6 separate regions of the Mus musculus genome follow, and regions 1, 2, 3, 4 and 5 are each linked to region 6. The links are chromatin contacts, called in public Hi-C and HiChIP or PLAC-seq maps. All regions are on one chromosome and are shown on one strand. Each heading gives the region's core, a stretch centred on a gene start, on an enhancer-like site or on the middle of the called end of the contact. The rest is flanking DNA. Distances are from core to core; before and after follow the strand shown. Region 1 overlaps Tgm3 (transglutaminase 3, E polypeptide). Region 2 holds the start of Ckap2l (cytoskeleton associated protein 2-like). Region 3 holds the start of Polr1b (polymerase (RNA) I polypeptide B). Region 4 holds the start of Chchd5 (coiled-coil-helix-coiled-coil-helix domain containing 5). Region 5 overlaps Gm39933 (a long non-coding RNA gene). Region 6 holds the start of Sirpa (signal-regulatory protein alpha).

Region 1 (2,780 bases), core at 24-2,523, 450 kb after region 6:
GACCGAATCTCCGACAACTGCTGACTATTGGTCAGTGTTCAAAGGAGAAAACTGTCTCTTGAAGGTGGAGTCTAACTCTGAGACCAGAGGTGTCCACTCTAGGTACCAGTGGATGGACACTTTGTGGTCTGTAAACACTGTTGAAATTCTCTGAAATAGAAATACACTTGTTTGAGAATGGTAGAACATTGGAAAGAGATCATGCCTGCTGTAATAAACTATCTGACAACTTTCACAGTCTGAGTGCCTACTCCAGGTACCCTGTAGATAAATCTCAGCAGATGGTGTCACTGGCGAGGCAGGTGCCAGGCTGGTAATTTCAATAGCATGGTGTAAGACAAGCATGGGGAACAGGAAACAATCCAGGACAGAAGGAGACTCTCATCCTACCTACCACTTATAACAGGCTTTGTATTATCTCTGATTTTCTTGTTCCCCGGCCAACCAAACAAGAATAGCAGTGTCTCTCTTGGGTTGGATTCCAATACAAAAATGCACACAGAGTAGAGTGTTTGGCACACAGTAAGGACTTAATGACTAGGATGGTGAGCTCCATCCATTTGGATACCTTCCCTTACCTTCCCTGGAATAACACCTTTCCACAGATTCTTTTGTTTATGTACTGCTGCTCTCCTGGCTGTATGAGCCTGTGACTTTCCCTACTACTCTCACATATTGATCCTGTGACTCTGAAGTCCTAGAAACCTTCTAAGCAATGGAGGGAAGCCTAGTAGGAAGCTCCCTCCAGGACTCTTGGCAGGACCTCTGCTCATGCGTGACAGCAGGATGGAACAGCTATCTGACGTTACCTACATCTTCTTGCCTAATAATGCCAGTTGGTCTCAGAGAGCCCCAGGCAGGAAAAGCTCATAAAAATGGGTTGCTAAGCATTTGCACAATAGCAATACTGCGGTGAGAAAACAGCAGCAGGAAGCATAGTCTTGAGTAAGCTCAGCAGGTGACCTATATAGGCTCTGGAACCTCCTTGTCCAAAGCCTGCTTCGGGGACTCACGCAAAGAGGCTCAGAGGCTCAGTAGAGCCTTCAGCTTTGGGTGTGGACTGACAGCTCAGTCAGAGAGGATGGAAGGGCAGTCAGAGGAACCTGACCCTCCGGGAGCTCTCAAGCTGGGTAATCTAGCCTCTTGCTTTCAGCAGGGTGGGTACAAGGGAGGAGCCTTAGACCAGGCTCCAGATCTCTGGAGATGAGTCCCTCCCTTTCTTCATCTAAATCCCAGAGTAGCCCAAACCAGTAGCTTCCCTTAGATTGCATGAGCCTCTGAAGTCCCTGCCAGGGAATTTACATAATTCATGGAAAGGACTCACTGACTTGGAGAGGACTTATCTTAAGCCTTCTGGTTTACTTTGAAACTTTCACAAGTTGGTTTTAGGAAAGCCTAAGGATCCATACATGCCAACATGGTCACTCTTCTGTCCTCTTGGGAGGCCAAGACCTTCTGCTGTATGGTACATGTGTCTGCAGGTCAAGGCCAGGAGCAGCCGGTGAACTGCTTAGTCAGCCTGAGCTTGGAGTTGTTTGCTCTGTTCCCAGTGTGCCGAGCCTTTAGGGTGTCACCAGTGCTGTCCTCTCACTACTTCTGCTGCCATAGTCAGCAGCACCTATAGAGTCAGGGAATGCACCCTTTGTTTGAGCCCTTGTGGTTTTTGAGACTCCAAACATCTCAGCAATTCAAACTAGCCATGACTTAGAACCTCATCAGCCTCAGGATGTTCTTGCTGACTTGCACAGACAAAAGTGTCACTTGCTGACTCTCAAAGTGCCTCTAGACACAGCCTGGGGAACGTGGGGACGGGATTTGGAGTTCTTCCTCCTGAGTCTGGCTTTGCTTATGGATTCATTCTCAATTCTCTCCATTCAGTTTTGTTGTCTGCTTTTAAATGATCGGTTTGTTCTTCAAGTCTCAGGAAAAGACCTTCCAGTCAAAGAACGAGAAAGGAAGTGAGAAAGAGATGGAAGGAAGGAGGGAGGAAGGGAGGTAGAAAATGAAAAAAAAAACTAACTTAAAACAAGGAAATAATGAAGCCCCATAGTAATGTTTGCAGAAACTGACCTAGCTTTCTCAGTGGCTTCCCAAGGGTATAGACTTGATTGAAAAGGGACCACAGCCCAGCTGGCCTGGAAGCCTTATACTAAGAAGGGTTAATGGAGACCTGACAAGATTAGACCCTTGCTGGGAGCATTTTGGACAGGTAGAAGTAGTGTCAATGTTAGATCTAGGCCACTTTCCAGGCGGGTCGCACTGTCCATTGTCTGAATTGCAGCTATATCTCTGAGGTACCCTTGTTTAGTTTTTGTTTCCCTCGCCAATGCACAGGTTCCAGTGAGGAAAGACAAGTGCACCAAAAGGCTTTGGACAAACTCAAACCTAACGCATCTTTCGGCGCAACATCTTCGAGGAATCCAGAAGGGGAAGACAAGGAGCCCAGCATTTCTGGGAAGTTCAAGGTCACGGGGATACTGGCAGTAGGCAAAGAAGTCAGTCTGTCCCTGATGCTCAAAAACATGACTAATGACAGGAAGACAGTGACGATGAACATGACAGCCTGGACCATCGTCTACAATGGTACCCTTGTCCACGAAGTGTGGAAGGACTCAGCCACAATATCCTTGGATCCTGAAGAAGGTAACTGACTCATCCTGTAGTTGGTGGGACTCAATCAATCTAGGGCCCAAAAGAGTTGCTCACTGATGGGATCCTACTGCTTCCCGTGAGTCGGTTGACTGTGGGCAGAGTAGTGAACAGCCTCCATGGGTAAAGCC
Region 2 (2,700 bases), core at 54-2,553, 300 kb before region 6:
CAACTCTCCTGTCTTCGTAAGCACACACCATAGAAATGCCCTCCAGTTTCTTGATCAAAATCTGCGCTGCTGGGAACCAACTTTCCCAGGAGAAAGAAGGAACCAGAAGAGCTTCCAGAGATGTGGGTAACAGTGTAGTGTAGAGCCTTCCTTCCTTTGGAGACTGTTAGGAAAAAAAATGCTTAAATTTCTGCCAATAGACAGCACTGCCTAGGGGTTGCTGGTTTTTTGTTTTGTTTTGTTTTTTAAGTCATGCCTGAAATCAAGGACTGAAATGCTCCTTTTGTTATTACAGGATTCACCATGATGCAAGTCAAACAGACTGGAAACAGAAGGGCTGGTCCGTTCATTGCTGTTAGCAACCGGGGCAACAAAGCCAGTGTAACTATGGGAAGGTAAACTCACTTGGCGTTGGGGTCCTTTAGCTTTCCCTTGGCTGCCAGGTACTCCTGGAGCTTCTGCCACCGTTCTTCTGTAAAACATGGACACGAGCAAACACCAAAAACATTACAGAAAACCCTTTATATCTTTAAATATGATACTTCCCTGTAGCTATTTTGGCTTTGATAAAGTCACCAGTCCTGTTATGCTTGCTTTCAATACCAACGGTATCAGCCTGGTGCCAAGCTCTTTACTAAGCTGTTTACACTAACCATCAATCCTATGAGGTATTTGGCTGTTTGAAACTCAGATGAAGTGACAGGCTTAAATTTACCCACTAATGTGCAGCAAAGCCAGGATTTGGAATCAAGACTTTTTTTTTTAACCCTTGAGTTACAAATTGTGTGCCTAGGACGGTGCGCAGAACCGCAGGCCCATAAGTGAGGACAGAGTGTGCATCTCAAAGGTGACACGGGGGAGGGGCATACTGGAGAGGTAGAAAGGGCTCCAGGTCCCTCGGAGGCCAGGGTTCACAGCATCCTTAAGCCTCAGCCCACAGTTTATCAATCAACCTCCAGACAGCGCACATTTTATCAGTGAACCTGCAGAGACTCGGACTGGGGCCGAACCTGCCACCTGACTGCTGTCAAAGTTCTGGCCATAACTAGCAATGCAGGGGTGTCCCCCTGCGGCAACGGAGCGCGCCGCTCCTCGCCGTGGCCCGGGTCCAGCGTCCTTAACCTAACTGAGCTCGGGGGAGACTGAAGCAGGCGGGGGAGGCCTGGCAGCTTCTGGAGGCTGCCGACCACACTTACCCGCGGCTGCGCTGGCAGTGGGGCCGGGCCCCACCATGGCTCTACGGCGACAGTTTCTTCCTTCAAAGGGCGCGCCTTGTTCTAGTACGAGAACCGGGCGCCCGTCTGGACGCTCCTATTGGCTTCCGCGACTTTGAAATTCGCCAATAAAAAGACGGAGAGGGCGGGATAACAGGAAATGGACATTCGGCGATTCCCACTGGGGACCTCCCCTGAGGCTCTGCGATTGGAGAGTTTCTGAGAAGGCCCGCCCTATGGCTAGGTCACTTCCGCAGCGGTGCCTCTGAGGTGGGAGCTGGTGGGTGATGCTGGCTGGCGGAGGAGTGGCTCTAATTGTAGCCAAATTTGGGTTAAGGACGGTTGTGACAGTTGAAGAAACGGGGAGAAACAAGCCGGAGCCTAAGTCTCTGTGCTATCAGTTAGGCTGGCTTTGGCTGCAAATAATAGCATGCCAAACGAAAATGGTCCGTATCAGTTATTGTTCTCATTCTTGTAGCCGAATACCGGACAGAAACAACATAACTCCGTGTAGTCCCTGAGCAGCTCGCGGGAGCTGTCAAAATGGCGCAATCTGTCAAAAGTGTCTCAAGGGAAGGGCATCCTAAGACACAGGAGCTCAGGAGCCACACAGCTCTGAGGTGGGACAGTGTCCCCTTGGAAAGGCACCCTGAGACTCGGAAACCCAGAAACCACAGAGCTCTGAGGGTCAGAAGGTATTCCTGTGGAAGGACACCCTGAGACATCAGAGCCGGGGAACCACACAGCTTTGAGAGGAAGCCTCGTCAGCTGAGGCAGTGCAGTTCCCAGGGGAGGGTATCTCCAGCTCAGCCCAGGAGCTCAGGAGCCTCTGCCCCGCTCCACTTCTTTGTTTCTTCCCTTCCTCTGTCAATTGCTTCTTGGCTTCTTCCAACGCGAAAGTCATATGAGGCAGCAAATCTCGTAAAAGATATTTATTGGAGAAGGATGTTATGGTGGGAAGAGAAAAGGGCAAGGGGTTAGAAGAGTTTTTAAAAGAATAACAAAGATTTCCTAATAGAAAATGTAAAGAACAGAATTATATAAATTTAAGAATGGAAATAAAACATGGAAACATAATAGTTTATTTAAACAGAAAAACATCTACAAGGTAAAGTTAAAATGCTAACAAAGGCCTGCTAGAAAGAAAAAAAAAATCATGAAGGAAAGAGAAGGAAAAGGTTATCACTGGCATACCTAAACATTATCAGGTGAGTGAAGGAGAATAAAAAAAAAATCACAAAAGTTTTTGCTTTTGTTTTTGTTTTTTAATATGATAAAAAGCGCTGAGATGGCTGGGGTAAGGAGCATGCAGTGCTCTGGCAGGCCACCAGAGTTGGTTCCCAGCACCCATATTACATAACACATCTGCCTGTAACTCTAGCTCCATAGGGTCTGACATCCCGACATCCACTTGTGTGACAAGACTTTCCCTGAGGAGATGTAACACATGGCTACTTACTGCAGACAGACAAAAGCTTGGATACCA
Region 3 (2,766 bases), core at 44-2,543, 490 kb before region 6:
TATCCAACCACCTTCCTACCTCTTGCTCTTGATTGCCCAGAAGCAGGCTGGGGTGGCTTCCTTTCTTCTGGGTAGCATGGCCTGGTTACTGCTTGCCGTCCTGCTGATGTGCTTCATGCATTAAGAGTTGAGTAGACATAAGCACAGCCCACAGAATCAATTAAGCAGGGCTCAGAGGGGCTCACAGAGACTGAAGAGACAGTCCTGGAGCCTGTGTGGCTCTGAGCTAGGTCCTCGGCATTCATGTTATGGATGTATAGCTTGGTGCTCTTGGGGGACTTCTGGCAGTAGGAGCAGGGGCTGTCTTGGACTCTCTTGCCTGCTCTTGGGACCCCTTTTCTTCTATTGATTTGCTTTGTCCAGACTTGATATGAGGGATTGTGCCTAGTGTTATTGTAACCTGTTATGCCATGTTCAGTTGATATACCAGGGAGGCCTGCTCTTTTCTGAAGGGAAATAGAGGAGGAGTGGATCTGGAGGAGAAGGGGGGTGGGGAGGAAGATTGGGAGGAGTGGAGAGAGGGGAAACTGCAGTTGGAATGCAATGTATGAGAAAAACTAAACAAAAAAACAAAGACTTGAGAAAGAGGGGGCTGGGGGTGACACATGCCTTTAACCCAGCACTCAGGCAAAGACAATGGACCTCTGTGAGTTCCAGGCCAGCCTGGTCTAGGACAGCCAGGACTACATAGAGACCCTGACTCAAAAAACAAAGAAACAAAAATAAATAAATAAATATTATTTTAATAAACAGACAAGTTGAGAAGAAATGACAGGTTGGTGCCCCACACCTCCATTTTAGTTGAAGCCAAGAATCCAGAGTCTCCTGAGGTCTGCATCAGGGTGCAATAGGAAAACTCCAGAATGGGACAGAAGGGAACCTTTAAAGATACGTCTTGTATCAGGTCCTAATTAACGAATTAAGCTAATATGGGTCACAGAGGTCACACACTAAAGTGGAGCAGGATTTAGTATGGTTTGCAGGTTACAAAACAGCGAAGCCTCTTTCTCTCTCTCCACCCCCACCCCCACCCCCACCCCCACCCCGGTGTTTCAAGACAGCTCTGTGTAACTACTCTGAATGACTTGGAACTCTCTTTGTAGACCAGACTGGTCTCGAACTCACAGATACCTGACCTCCTGATTGCTGGGATTAAAGGCGTGTCTTCATGTCTGCGCGTAGTTTTAACCGGTCTAATCACGCCATGGTGTAAGTTTCCAGTCGACTCTGAGAAAAGAAAGGACCAGTGTGGGGCGGGCCGAACAAGAGGAACTACATTTCCCAGAAGGCCACGGGGTAGGGTGGCTGTGGGGTTGGTCCGGCCATTCCAGCCAGCCACGAGTAGCGTCCTAGCTCCGGTCTCCCGTCCGGGACTGGCAGAAGCATGGATGTCGACGGCCGGTGGCGGAACCTGCCCAGCGGGCCCAGCCTAAAGCATTTAACCGACCCCTCGTACGGGATTCCCCCAGAGCAGCAAAAGGCAGCTTTGCAGGACCTGACGCGGGCGCACGTGGACTCCTTCAACTACGCGGCGCTGGAGGGGCTGAGCCACGCGGTGCAGGTGAGTGCCGTGCACTGCGCTCCAGAGCTCTACCCTTGGCCTGGGGGGTCCTGGAGCGTCCCTGCGGTTGGGAGAAGTGGCCGGGGGGTGGGGGGGTGAGGGGTGCCTACAGTATGACCACAAATAGGGACGTGAACTCACCCTGCATTGCTTTGGGTAGTTCAGAGAAAAAAAGCAACTCATAAGCCTAGTGGTGTAGGGAAACTTGTATTTGTGACTCCTGGATTTATATATGAGTACGAGTCTGGTTTGGGGCGAACCATTTCTGGGTACTGTGAGATGAGAGTGAGGAAGTGATCTTTTTGGAACTGTGTTTTCCACCATTCCCAGCACTCGCGCCTTTTCACACCTGGAGTCTTACGTTCTAAAACTACCTCACAAGGTTCCAAGCTGATCAGACAGACTGCAGCAAGCACATCCTTCAGTTTGCTTCCCTTAAAGTTTTCTTTTTGGGGCGGGAGAATGGAGACGGTTCGAGATAAGGTTTCTCTGTGTAGCGTTTGCTGCCCTGGAGCTCCGTGGACCAAGGCTGGCCTCGAACTCAGAGATCTGCCTGCCTCTGCCTCCCGAGCACTGGGATTAACAGTGTGTGCCACCATCGCCCGCTTGCTTGCTTGCTTGCTTTCTTTCTTTCTTTCTTTCTTTCTTTCTTTCTTTTTTTTTTTTTTTTCTTTCGAGACAGGGTTTCTCTGTATAGCCCTGGCTGTCCTGGAACTCACTGTGTAGACCAGGCTGGCCTCGAACTCAGAAATCCGCCTGCCTCTGCCTCCCGAGTGCTGGGATTAAAGGCGTTCGCTGCCCGCTTTCTTTCTCTTTAAGAATTTGCAAGAGGAAAACTTGCCACCTGTTCTGAGTTGGTCATGTTGAGGAAGATAAAAAGTCCAGGGGAATCATTGTAACAGTGGTAGCAGAGTAAGGACGGGGAAGGTCTCTTTTTGTTGGCATCTTTAGTTTTTCCTGGCACGGCACTCTGAGAGTAAGACACCTCTCAGGTGTAATTGCTCCTCACTTTGGATGTTGGTTGTGTAACGGTAGCAGGCACCAGCAAGCAGTCAGTGCCATATTCTTTGAGAACTGCTCTAAGATGTGGCGCTTTCTGAGTCAGGAGTACAAGGGAAATGCTGCGACTAATCCAGGTGTTTAGAAAGCTCTGCATTAGATAAGGCTAAGGGAAGAAGATGGTGCCCTCCCTCAGGAGGCAGGGT
Region 4 (2,700 bases), core at 106-2,605, 460 kb before region 6:
ATAAGAAATAGGGGAGGGAGTGAAGGAATGGCTGACTAAAGTGCTTGCTATGCAAGCAGGAAGACCTGAGTTGTGGATCTCCAACACCTGCATAAAAACCTGCAGAAAAGGCATGGTAGGGCAGACTTGGAATCCCAGTGTTGGGATGAGGAGACAGCTCCTGGATGTTCACTGGTGGGTTTTAAGGTTCAGTGACACCCTGTCTCCAAAAAGCTTCAGGTGTCAAGCAATAGAGGAAGCCACCTGCCGCCAGCCTCTGCCTGCACACATGTACATCACACACATGTCCCTAGTTTCCTTTTCCTGCTCCCTCTTAGCGGCTACTGACATTTACAGCGTGCCTGTCCTGGTGTTTTCTCTCAGACCAATAACATTGCCCTTGATTGTCCTAAATGAGTACCTTTTAAAGTTCTTTCATTAATGAGCTCCCCAGAAGGGAACCCCAGTAACAGAAGCACTCTTGAGACCTGCATTTCTCAGATCCGCTTCACTTCAAACCTTAGGGTTATCTAGTTCTCTCCATTCCATTCTTAATGACTCTTTTGACAGCAACCAGACAAAAGGAAACTAGAAGTGTGGAGTGTCAAGTTTCCCAAAAATGAAAGTGTCACTGTATATTATGAAGGCCAAAGCAGTCGTTCTCATTTTACAACTGCGTGCTAAGGTAATCACCTTACCGCTCATTTTCTCTAGCTTAGGCCTCTCCATATGAGGAATATTTAGCCTTACAGGGAAATGAACTTCCAGGTCTAGCCCTATAATCTGAAGGCAAATGTGGAGAGGGTGCAAACACCACCTAAGGAAATTACAAAGAAAATAATTTGTGCACGATTGCAAGGAGCAAGCAATAAAACCCACTCTCATCCTGCCTTTACCACCTATGGCAGGAAAAGGACATGTCTGAGTGAATAATCGGATGGGAAGCCCAATGTGGCGTTTAAGATCATTCCTTTCCGTCAAGTTGGAACTAAAGTCAGGAGGAGAATACGCAGTGGCGGAAAGCCACTGGTAGCTCAGCCTGAGAGGGCAATCCCCGTGTTCCTAAACTAGCAGCGGCGGGCACAGCTGCCGCCTCAGCCGCAGCGTGTGCCGAGCCATAGTCACGCGGGCCGGTGGCCTCAACTCCAGCCGGGAAAGTGGCAGCGCGAGCGGCTGTAGATCTGACCTACAGGGAACCAGCTCTGGTGCTCTGTGCCTGGCTGCTCGATCACGGCCGAAGTCCTGCTTCCGGTGATCACTAAACGCGACCACCACAAGCCGGAAGTAAATAAACTAAAATAGCTGACGGACCGGAAGTAGTTACAGGGGCCTCCTCCCGGATAGGCAGTGAGGCGGAAAGCAAAGCAGGACACAGCCATGAAGGTTGGACCAATGTGGGATGAGTGGCAGGGACGCTCGACGACCGGAAGAGTGAGGCCAGGAGGTCTGGGTTGGGCGCCGCCATAACAACCTGATACCGGAAAAGGCGGGTCTCTTCTCCCTGACTGATCGGCGCTTGAATTCGCCTGGAGATGTGAGTTACAACTCCCTATAACTCTAGATCATGCTTGTCAGACTGCACGGTCCCCAACGGGAAATGACTGAATTCAAGACTCCAGGCCTGCTTCACAATAGCCAGACTTTTTGTCTTAGGACTTCCACGATCTCCCGGGAAATCCCACCTTGTTCCACAACGCGCAGGGATCGGCGCTTATTTCTGCCCCTCGTTGGTTGTCCCTATCACAGGATCTTTACACCCCCCACCCCCAATCCAGACTAGTCCAATCACAGATCAAAATCAGAACTCTTTCTTGCCTTCTCTTGAGATTATCTTCAGTTTACCCTGTCCCACAGGCAGGCAGCCCTGGAAGTCACTGCTCGATACTGCAGCCGAGAGCTGGATCAGTATGGCCAATGTGTGGCAGCCAAGCCAGAGTCGTGGCATCGAGATTGTCACCACCTTAAGATGAGCATTGCTCGCTGCACGTCCTCCCAGTGAGTGTACAACTGGGGGCTAGAGGGTGCCAGGCAGTAGGGTTTGAATGCTTCAGGGTCTAAAATGCCCTACCCCCCACAGCCCGATCATCCGCCAGATCCGCCAGGCCTGTGCTGAGCCCTTTGAAGCCTTTGAGAAGTGTCTTCGCTTGAATGAGGCAGCAGTGGGCAACTGTGCTGAACACATGCGCCGCTTCCTGCAGTGTGCAGAGCAGGTGCAGCCACCAAGTTCACCCACAACTGGAGAGGTAAAGGAGGCTAACTTGATCGTAGCTTTTTCCTTTCACAACTCCCTTCATTTTCTAGTTTAAATACCTTCCAGAACCAGTCCCAGCCCCATTCCCATACATGGCCTTGGCTATGCATCCAAGAATCTAAAAACCATGGTTCTCTGTCCCCGAGTGGACATGCCTCTGCTTGTCACCACCTTTCACACTCCCCTCTGCCAGGGCACCTGCCCCAGCCTTTCCCCGGCTTGCCAGACCCTCTGTGTTCCATATAATGACCTGGATTCTAGTAATGATAATCCCTTGCTTAAAACTCTCTGGTGGCCACCAATTCACACTGGAACAAAGTCCCTGATTCTTACTGGATCCTGTGTTCTTCCTTTCCTCAGCCACTGTGTCCCCTTCACTACTTTCCAGCTGTGCTGGTAGGGGTGAGGGGGTGAGGTGGAGGGGTGCACAGAAAAGGATCTTGCTAATGTATACAATACATAAATACATA
Region 5 (2,867 bases), core at 314-2,813, 300 kb after region 6:
TACTGGTAACTAGTGCCTTGTTCCTTCTCCTCCATCCTTCAGCCCTAGTTATTATCAACTTGCACACCAGACCCCATGAGAAGACAGAGAATGAATGGACAGAGGTGCTGTAGTTGAGGAAACAGAATTATAGAAAGCACTTTATAGACACAATTTATTCCTCCTGCTTTTTCTATGCCTGGACAGTGATCTGTCTTTTTAGGCTAGTTGAATGTACATTGCTAATGTCAAGTGCAGTGTATAAGACAAATGGCATGAATGAATGAATGAGAGAGAAAGAAAGGAAAGAGAGAGAAAAAGAGAGAAGGAAAGAGAGAAAGAAAGAAATTACCTATAGATGATGAACCAATGCATGGACAGGTACAAATCCTTCACTTGAGAAAAGAAAGAATTCTACCAATCAGGGGCAACAAGGATCTTCTTTCCAAGCCTGGATTTGAACCACCAGAAGGAAAATTGATCTCCCTGACCTATTGCCTGCTCAGCTATCTGTAGGCTTCAAGGTTTTGAAAGTATGGGACCCTCCATTTGTCCTTTGTCAAAGTCTCTTATTACTATGCTTTTCAGAAGGTCTATTTTCCTTTAGTTTTCTCTTTGTAAAGATTCCAACCTAAAGACAGAGGCAAGCAGATGTTTGTGAGTTCAAGACCAGCTTGGTTTATGTACTGAATTCCAGGACATCTAGGGATATAATAAATAAACAAACAAAATTAAAAATGAAGAGGAGGAGGAGGAAGGGAGGAGGGGAAAGGAAGAGAATTTTCACTTACTCTCTGGCTGTTCTTAGAAAAGGACCGGTCTCCACATTTCAGTGGAATAAACTTTTCACTTCATATTGCTTACTCTGTATGGACTTACAGATTACAACCACCTGTAACCATTGGCCTCCAAGGACAAGTATAAGACTCTGCTTTCTCAATGCCAGGCAGTGAAGCTGAACCCAAAGTGGGTGCCTACACGGAGATGCCGAATGAATCATACCTGACCCAAGCCATCACGGCAGCTGCCATTCTCCTTCAAAACTGAGAGTCAGAGCATTGAGAGGGGTGGGCAGCCGTGAACCTGGTCGATGATGGCCGGAGAAGGACAGAGAAGAGGTGGGCCTGGGAATTCTGATGTGAAAATGAAACTATCAGAGAAACCTGGCAGCAGATCTTGGCTAAACAGTGCAGTCTGAGTCTCTATATTTAATTAAATTTATTTATTTATGATCACTGCGTTTCTGGGCTTTTTGGTTTATTTTAATTGAAAATAGGTTTTTTTTTTTTTTTCATCTCCTATATCTCATGAGAAAGATGGGAGGCCTGGAGGCTATAGCCATTTAACAGACCTGTGTTGACGAAACCATATGTGCAAAGCCACAGACAGGACTAGTCCTCTATCCTTAACAGTCAGTGGCAGCAGCTGGCATGCCTTCCTCTAGCCCTGCCCTCCTCAAGCCCACAGGGCCTTTCTCTACATGTAGAAAACAGGTTGCAAGTCAAAAAGGGCGCAGCCCAGCTTTGTTTCCAGGTTCTGTAAGAAGCAGAACTCTCCAGTTCTCAGTTTCAATCTTGGCTCAGTCTGGCTGGTTGCCTAAGAAGGAATGACAAAGCTGATTTCACTACCGCTTCACAGACGGAAGATGGAAGAGGAAATGGGATGCGTAATTTGTCAAAGTAAAAGCTTTTTCAGATGTCAGTAGCTGAGCATCTTTGGGGAGTTGCTCGTTCAGGGCCTGATGGGATTCACTTGCGTAGATTGTGTATTTCAGTGCCCCCTTGTCTATCAGCCTTCTGCAGTATGACACTCTAGCTCTGACTCGGAAGCCCTAAGAGGAGGACCGTTTGGGGGACTATTTATAGTAACACTGGACCTTACCCAAGGATAGCATGAATAGGCACAGACAATGGTCACTCTCGGTATGACTTTAGGCAGTTTGGGGGCCACTTTGATCCTCATTTTCCCTGTGGTTTATGGCCATGACATCCTGAAGCCAATACAGAGCTAAGTGAGATCAAATGTGGTGTAATAACTGGTGCAATAAAGTAGAAGTTTTTTTTTTAAACTATCTTCAAAAAATTGTATTCTGCTAAAGACATAGGTGCCCCGAGATGGTCGGTAGTGCTGATAGCAGTGCGAGCGACAGTGAGATCTGCTGTCAAATTTTCTCTGGATCATTACAAATCCAGCCGCTGTCCCTGCAGGCTGCAGTCTAAATGGAGAAAATAAAACATCAACAAGATGTCTGGAAAATGGCTTTGTGCTTAAGTGCTTAGAATGCAGATTCAATTCTGGCTGTAAATGTTAGTGGTGTTTTTTTATCAGTTCTAACAGATAAATGGGCAGAGGCAAAAACTAATCAACCGTTTTATTCCTCCTAAGAAACAGAGACACGCAGCGGCCCTGAGTCAGCGTGGCCCGGCATTTAATGTGAGGGTGGTGTTTGGAACTCGCTGCTCCGTTTTCTCAGCTAAAACGTATCACTCACTTACAAAAGATAAAGTCCAAGTAATGTACCAATCCCTAGGGAGGAGGGAACCCATTAGGTGGTTAAGGAGGGAACCCATTAGGTGGTTGAACTATAGACTCTAATACCACCAAGGGAGGTGTGGAGTCAGGGGGAGGGGGAGGACTCTGGTCCAGTTAGAAAGCAAAAAGGAGAAAAAGATGGCTGTTCTTGGTGTGCTCGAATGGAGCAAGAACCTTGAACATGTAGACCTCTGCTTCCCAGGAGATGTGAGGTCAGGCCGGCCACTTGTCCTGACTGACCTGTCTCTTCAGTCTTAATTATGTGGGTGTACTTTTGTCTAGCTTGAACCCAGGAATGCTTGCCAGAACTGGCAATTTCTACCTCAGATTTCACTTGATTTACACCAAACCTACAG
Region 6 (2,700 bases), core at 7-2,506:
CACCTTCTCCCAGTCTGCAAGTGAGTTCTTGTAATCCCCTAGGTCCAAAGAAATACAACTAATCTTCCTGCTAGGGCTGCCCCATGGTCCCTTAAGGATTGCTGCTGCCAAACACTTCTCAAACACTGTCCTTGCCCTTGGTACATGGTAGGCTCTTCTTAAAATGCAGTGCAAATATCAGCTCATGTAACTCTCCCAGTGGCAGTTCTGGGTCGCTGCTTATGTTGGCCTGGTCTGCTTTAAAAAGAGCAGAGACACAGAAACAAGGTCTTTCTCCAAGACTGCAGCTTCTTAGACCAGGAGGAACGATCTAAGGCTTGGAAGCTGGGTCCTGGGTTCAACAGATGCACCCTTCCTGCCTCTCAAAAACAAACAAACAAACAAACAATAAAAGAAGAAAAGAAAGAAAAAAAACTAAAAAATCTCCCAGGCTTTTGGTCATGGGTGCAGAGGACTCTGTGGTGTGTGTGTGCGTGCGCGCGCACCATTGCATAAGGGGCTTTCTACATCATTAGGCAATCATCCTCCACTCCTCTGCCCCTAAACATCCTCTTTATTGAGAGGATGGGCCAGTAGGGCCTGTCTTGCTTCATTATGTCCCTCAACCACCATTGTGAGAAGCAAAATTTGCTATCTCTGAACTTCCAACTCAGAAACTCTCCAGTTAATAAGAGAGGGTCTTGATTCCTCTTCCCTGCCTTGGTGCCCAGCCTTCTGCCGATTAACCAAGCACCTGACCTAGCTCATGGAAATCCAGAGCTAGGGTACATTTTGCATCCAGAGGCTCTGTCCTTTGGGATAGGCTCTCCTGTCCCTCCTCTTCCTCATTAGGGTAACTATTTTGCAGCCCAGGTCTCTCCTAGTACAGTGCTGCCTGGGCCCTCTCCACCTCCAATCTATTCTCCCTGATAGAAGGCCTCTGGTCTGTCTCCTCCCTAGGGCCCAGCCCTGCCCCTCTCCTTTCCCTGCCACAGCATTTTTGCTGCTCCTCTCCCCCAGCGCGTCTTTACCAAGAGGCACTGAAGTCCTTCCTACACACACGCTATTTTTGTACCATCACTCTCTCCTTCCTCTCCCCCTTCCCCCTGCATTTACTTCCTGCTTTTGCTATACCTCGGGGCCAGCTAGGAAAGATTTGGGCCCCTAGGACTCACGCCCACCCGGAGGCCGACCTTCGGCTTTGGGACACACAAGCAGGGCCTCTCGGGGAGGGGCAGAAAGCAAACCTCCCCGCCCCCTCCACTCTCCACCCTTGCAAGCTCCCCTGCCGCGGGCAGCCTCTTGCCCACTGGAGTCTAAGGACTGGCCGGGTGAGAGGCCGAGACCAGGGGGCGATCGGCCGCCACTTCCCCAGTCCACCTTAAGAGGACCAAGTAGCCAGCCCGCCGCGCCGACCTCAGAAAAACAAGTTTGCGCAAAGTGGTGCGCGGCCAGCCTCTGGGCAGAGGGAGCGGTGCTTCCACCGCCTGGCAGCCCTGCGCGCGGCGGCGCAGGTCCGAGCGGCTGGCGGGGACCCGCACGGGCAGAGCGGGCTCGCGCAGAGCCGAGGCGGGCGGCGCAGCTCGCGGGGCGCACTGGGGCGCGGGCGGGAAGGTGCGGGCGCGAGGAGGGGGCGCTCGGCCGGGCCGCCCTCGCGCTGGCCTCGCGACGGCTCCGCACAGCCCGCACTCGCTCTGCGAGCTGTCCCCGCTCGCGCTTGCTCTCCGATCTCCGTCCCCGCTCCCTCTCCCTCTTCCTCTCCCCCTCTTTCCTTCTCCCTCGCTATCCGCTCCCCCGCCCCCGTGCCTCTGGCTCTGCGCCTGGCTCCCTCGGGTCCGCTCCCCTTTCCCGCCGGCCTGGCCCGGCGTCACGCTCCCGGAGTCTCCCCGCTCGGCGGCGTCTCATTGTGGGAGGGGGTCAGATCACCCCGCCGGGCGGTGGCGCTGGGGGGCAGCGGAGGGGGAGGGGCCTTAGTCGTTCGCCCGCGCCGCCCGCCCGCCTGCCGAGCGCGCTCACCGCCGCTCTCCCTCCTTGCTCTGCAGCCGCGGCCCATGGAGCCCGCCGGCCCGGCCCCTGGCCGCCTAGGGCCGCTGCTGCTCTGCCTGCTGCTCTCCGCGTCCTGTTTCTGTACAGGTAAGCACCCTCAGCTCCTACTGCCACCCTCCCCAAGCTGCGGGCTCAGGCCCCGCACACTGTCGCTAAGCTAATGTCGACAAATCCCTGTAACGGGGGTTACAGATGCAGAGTTGAGGCCCAGAGAGGGTCAGCCACTTGCCCAAGGTCACATAGCCTAGGCTAGAAGCCGGGATAGAACTCTTCTTATCCGGATCTGCCTTGTGGACTGTGACTGGGTAGCCCAGCGTTGGGCTGCGGGGTATAGGAATGAGTTGGTTTACCGTACCCTTTGCCAAACCTGAATGGGGAAGCAGACTGGCAATTGCTTTGGGCAATCGGGCTCCTGGTTTCCCCATATGCTCCCTTGCTAGACTTGATTGGAGAGAGGGTCGGGGCAGAGGTTGGGCGCGCTGTTGAGCTGTTGGGATGGGGGAAGAGTGAGCTTTCGCCCTAGTACCAGAGCAAGCAGGGTTAGTGTATGGAGGTAGAGACAGGAAGAGAGGCCGGAGTAATCCACGGACCCTTGGGAGACACAGTGGATTTACCTGTGGTGGGCACAGCCCTCTCTGGATGGTCTCCTCCCCGCCACCCCCCTGCCTTCCTTAG

The links. Hi-C and Micro-C count contacts between places; a contact is called where the count stands out from the background. HiChIP or PLAC-seq counts read pairs in DNA pulled down with a chosen protein or histone mark.
Region 1: a contact with region 6 is called in an H3K27ac HiChIP or PLAC-seq map of acute myeloid leukemia, with 2.4 times the contacts expected there. The contact joins the enhancer-like site here to the promoter of Sirpa in region 6. A contact is called at or near these places in 3 of 115 datasets of contacts at active chromatin or transcription factors (acute myeloid leukemia, bone marrow-derived dendritic cells and embryonic forebrain).
Region 2: a contact with region 6 is called in an H3K4me3 HiChIP or PLAC-seq map of bone marrow-derived macrophages, with 5 times the contacts expected there. The contact joins the promoter of Ckap2l here to the promoter of Sirpa in region 6. A contact is called at or near these places in 2 of 39 promoter capture datasets (macrophages and stem cell-derived epiblast-like cells), 1 of 484 Hi-C or Micro-C datasets (embryonic stem cells), 1 of 115 datasets of contacts at active chromatin or transcription factors (bone marrow-derived macrophages) and 2 of 9 other capture datasets (liver and macrophages).
Region 3: an H3K27ac HiChIP or PLAC-seq map of microglia shows a contact between it and region 6, with 5 times the contacts expected there. The contact joins the promoter of Polr1b here to the promoter of Sirpa in region 6. A contact is called at or near these places in 1 of 484 Hi-C or Micro-C datasets (cerebral cortex) and 1 of 115 datasets of contacts at active chromatin or transcription factors (microglia).
Region 4: a contact with region 6 is called in a Hi-C map of uterus, with 3 times the contacts expected there. The contact joins the promoter of Chchd5 here to the promoter of Sirpa in region 6. A contact is called at or near these places in 1 of 484 Hi-C or Micro-C datasets (uterus) and 1 of 115 datasets of contacts at active chromatin or transcription factors (bone marrow-derived macrophages).
Region 5: an H3K27ac HiChIP or PLAC-seq map of microglia shows a contact between it and region 6, with 5 times the contacts expected there. The contact joins the enhancer-like site here to the promoter of Sirpa in region 6. A contact is called at or near these places in 1 of 39 promoter capture datasets (liver), 7 of 115 datasets of contacts at active chromatin or transcription factors (bone marrow-derived dendritic cells, embryonic forebrain, embryonic stem cells and 3 more) and 1 of 9 other capture datasets (embryonic stem cells).

What each region holds. Positions count from the first base shown.
Region 1 is chr2:130,039,423-130,042,202 of GRCm38.p6, forward strand. It overlaps Tgm3 (transglutaminase 3, E polypeptide), which reads left to right. Exons shown (of 13, transcript NM_009374.3): 10 at 2,335-2,643. Among named protein-coding and RNA genes, the nearest start is that of Mir6339, 24 kb to the left of the region's middle. Within about 2 kb of position 1,274, at least 28 of the 459 cell types and tissues checked have an H3K27ac peak or open chromatin away from gene starts, as enhancers often do. A contact at or near this core is called in acute myeloid leukemia, where this site is marked.
Region 2 is chr2:129,295,909-129,298,608 of GRCm38.p6, forward strand. It overlaps Ckap2l (cytoskeleton associated protein 2-like), which reads right to left and starts at 1,304. Exons shown (of 9, transcript NM_181589.3): 1 at 1,197-1,304; 2 at 406-472. The coding sequence starts at 1,233. Gm14023 (predicted gene 14023) reads left to right here and starts at 1,462. Exons shown (of 5, transcript NR_040371.1): 1 at 1,462-1,494.
Region 3 is chr2:129,099,703-129,102,468 of GRCm38.p6, forward strand. It overlaps Polr1b (polymerase (RNA) I polypeptide B), which reads left to right and starts at 1,294. Exons shown (of 15, transcript NM_009086.2): 1 at 1,294-1,561. The coding sequence starts at 1,385. Gm46764 (predicted gene, 46764) reads right to left here and starts at 1,241. Exons shown (of 3, transcript NR_168333.1): 1 at 1,132-1,241.
Region 4 is chr2:129,128,345-129,131,044 of GRCm38.p6, forward strand. Chchd5 (coiled-coil-helix-coiled-coil-helix domain containing 5) reads left to right here and starts at 1,356. Exons shown (of 4, transcript NM_025395.3): 1 at 1,356-1,513; 2 at 1,834-1,974; 3 at 2,057-2,222. The coding sequence starts at 1,512.
Region 5 is chr2:129,891,893-129,894,759 of GRCm38.p6, forward strand. The region is part of intron 1 of Gm39933 (a long non-coding RNA gene); the gene reads right to left. Among named protein-coding and RNA genes, the nearest start is that of Gm39933, 3.6 kb to the right of the region's middle. Within about 2 kb of position 1,564, at least 71 of the 459 cell types and tissues checked have an H3K27ac peak or open chromatin away from gene starts, as enhancers often do. A contact at or near this core is called in bone marrow-derived dendritic cells and microglia, where this site is marked.
Region 6 is chr2:129,591,583-129,594,282 of GRCm38.p6, forward strand. It overlaps Sirpa (signal-regulatory protein alpha), which reads left to right and starts at 1,257. Exons shown (of 9, transcript NM_001355158.1): 1 at 1,257-1,493; 2 at 2,022-2,112. The coding sequence starts at 2,031.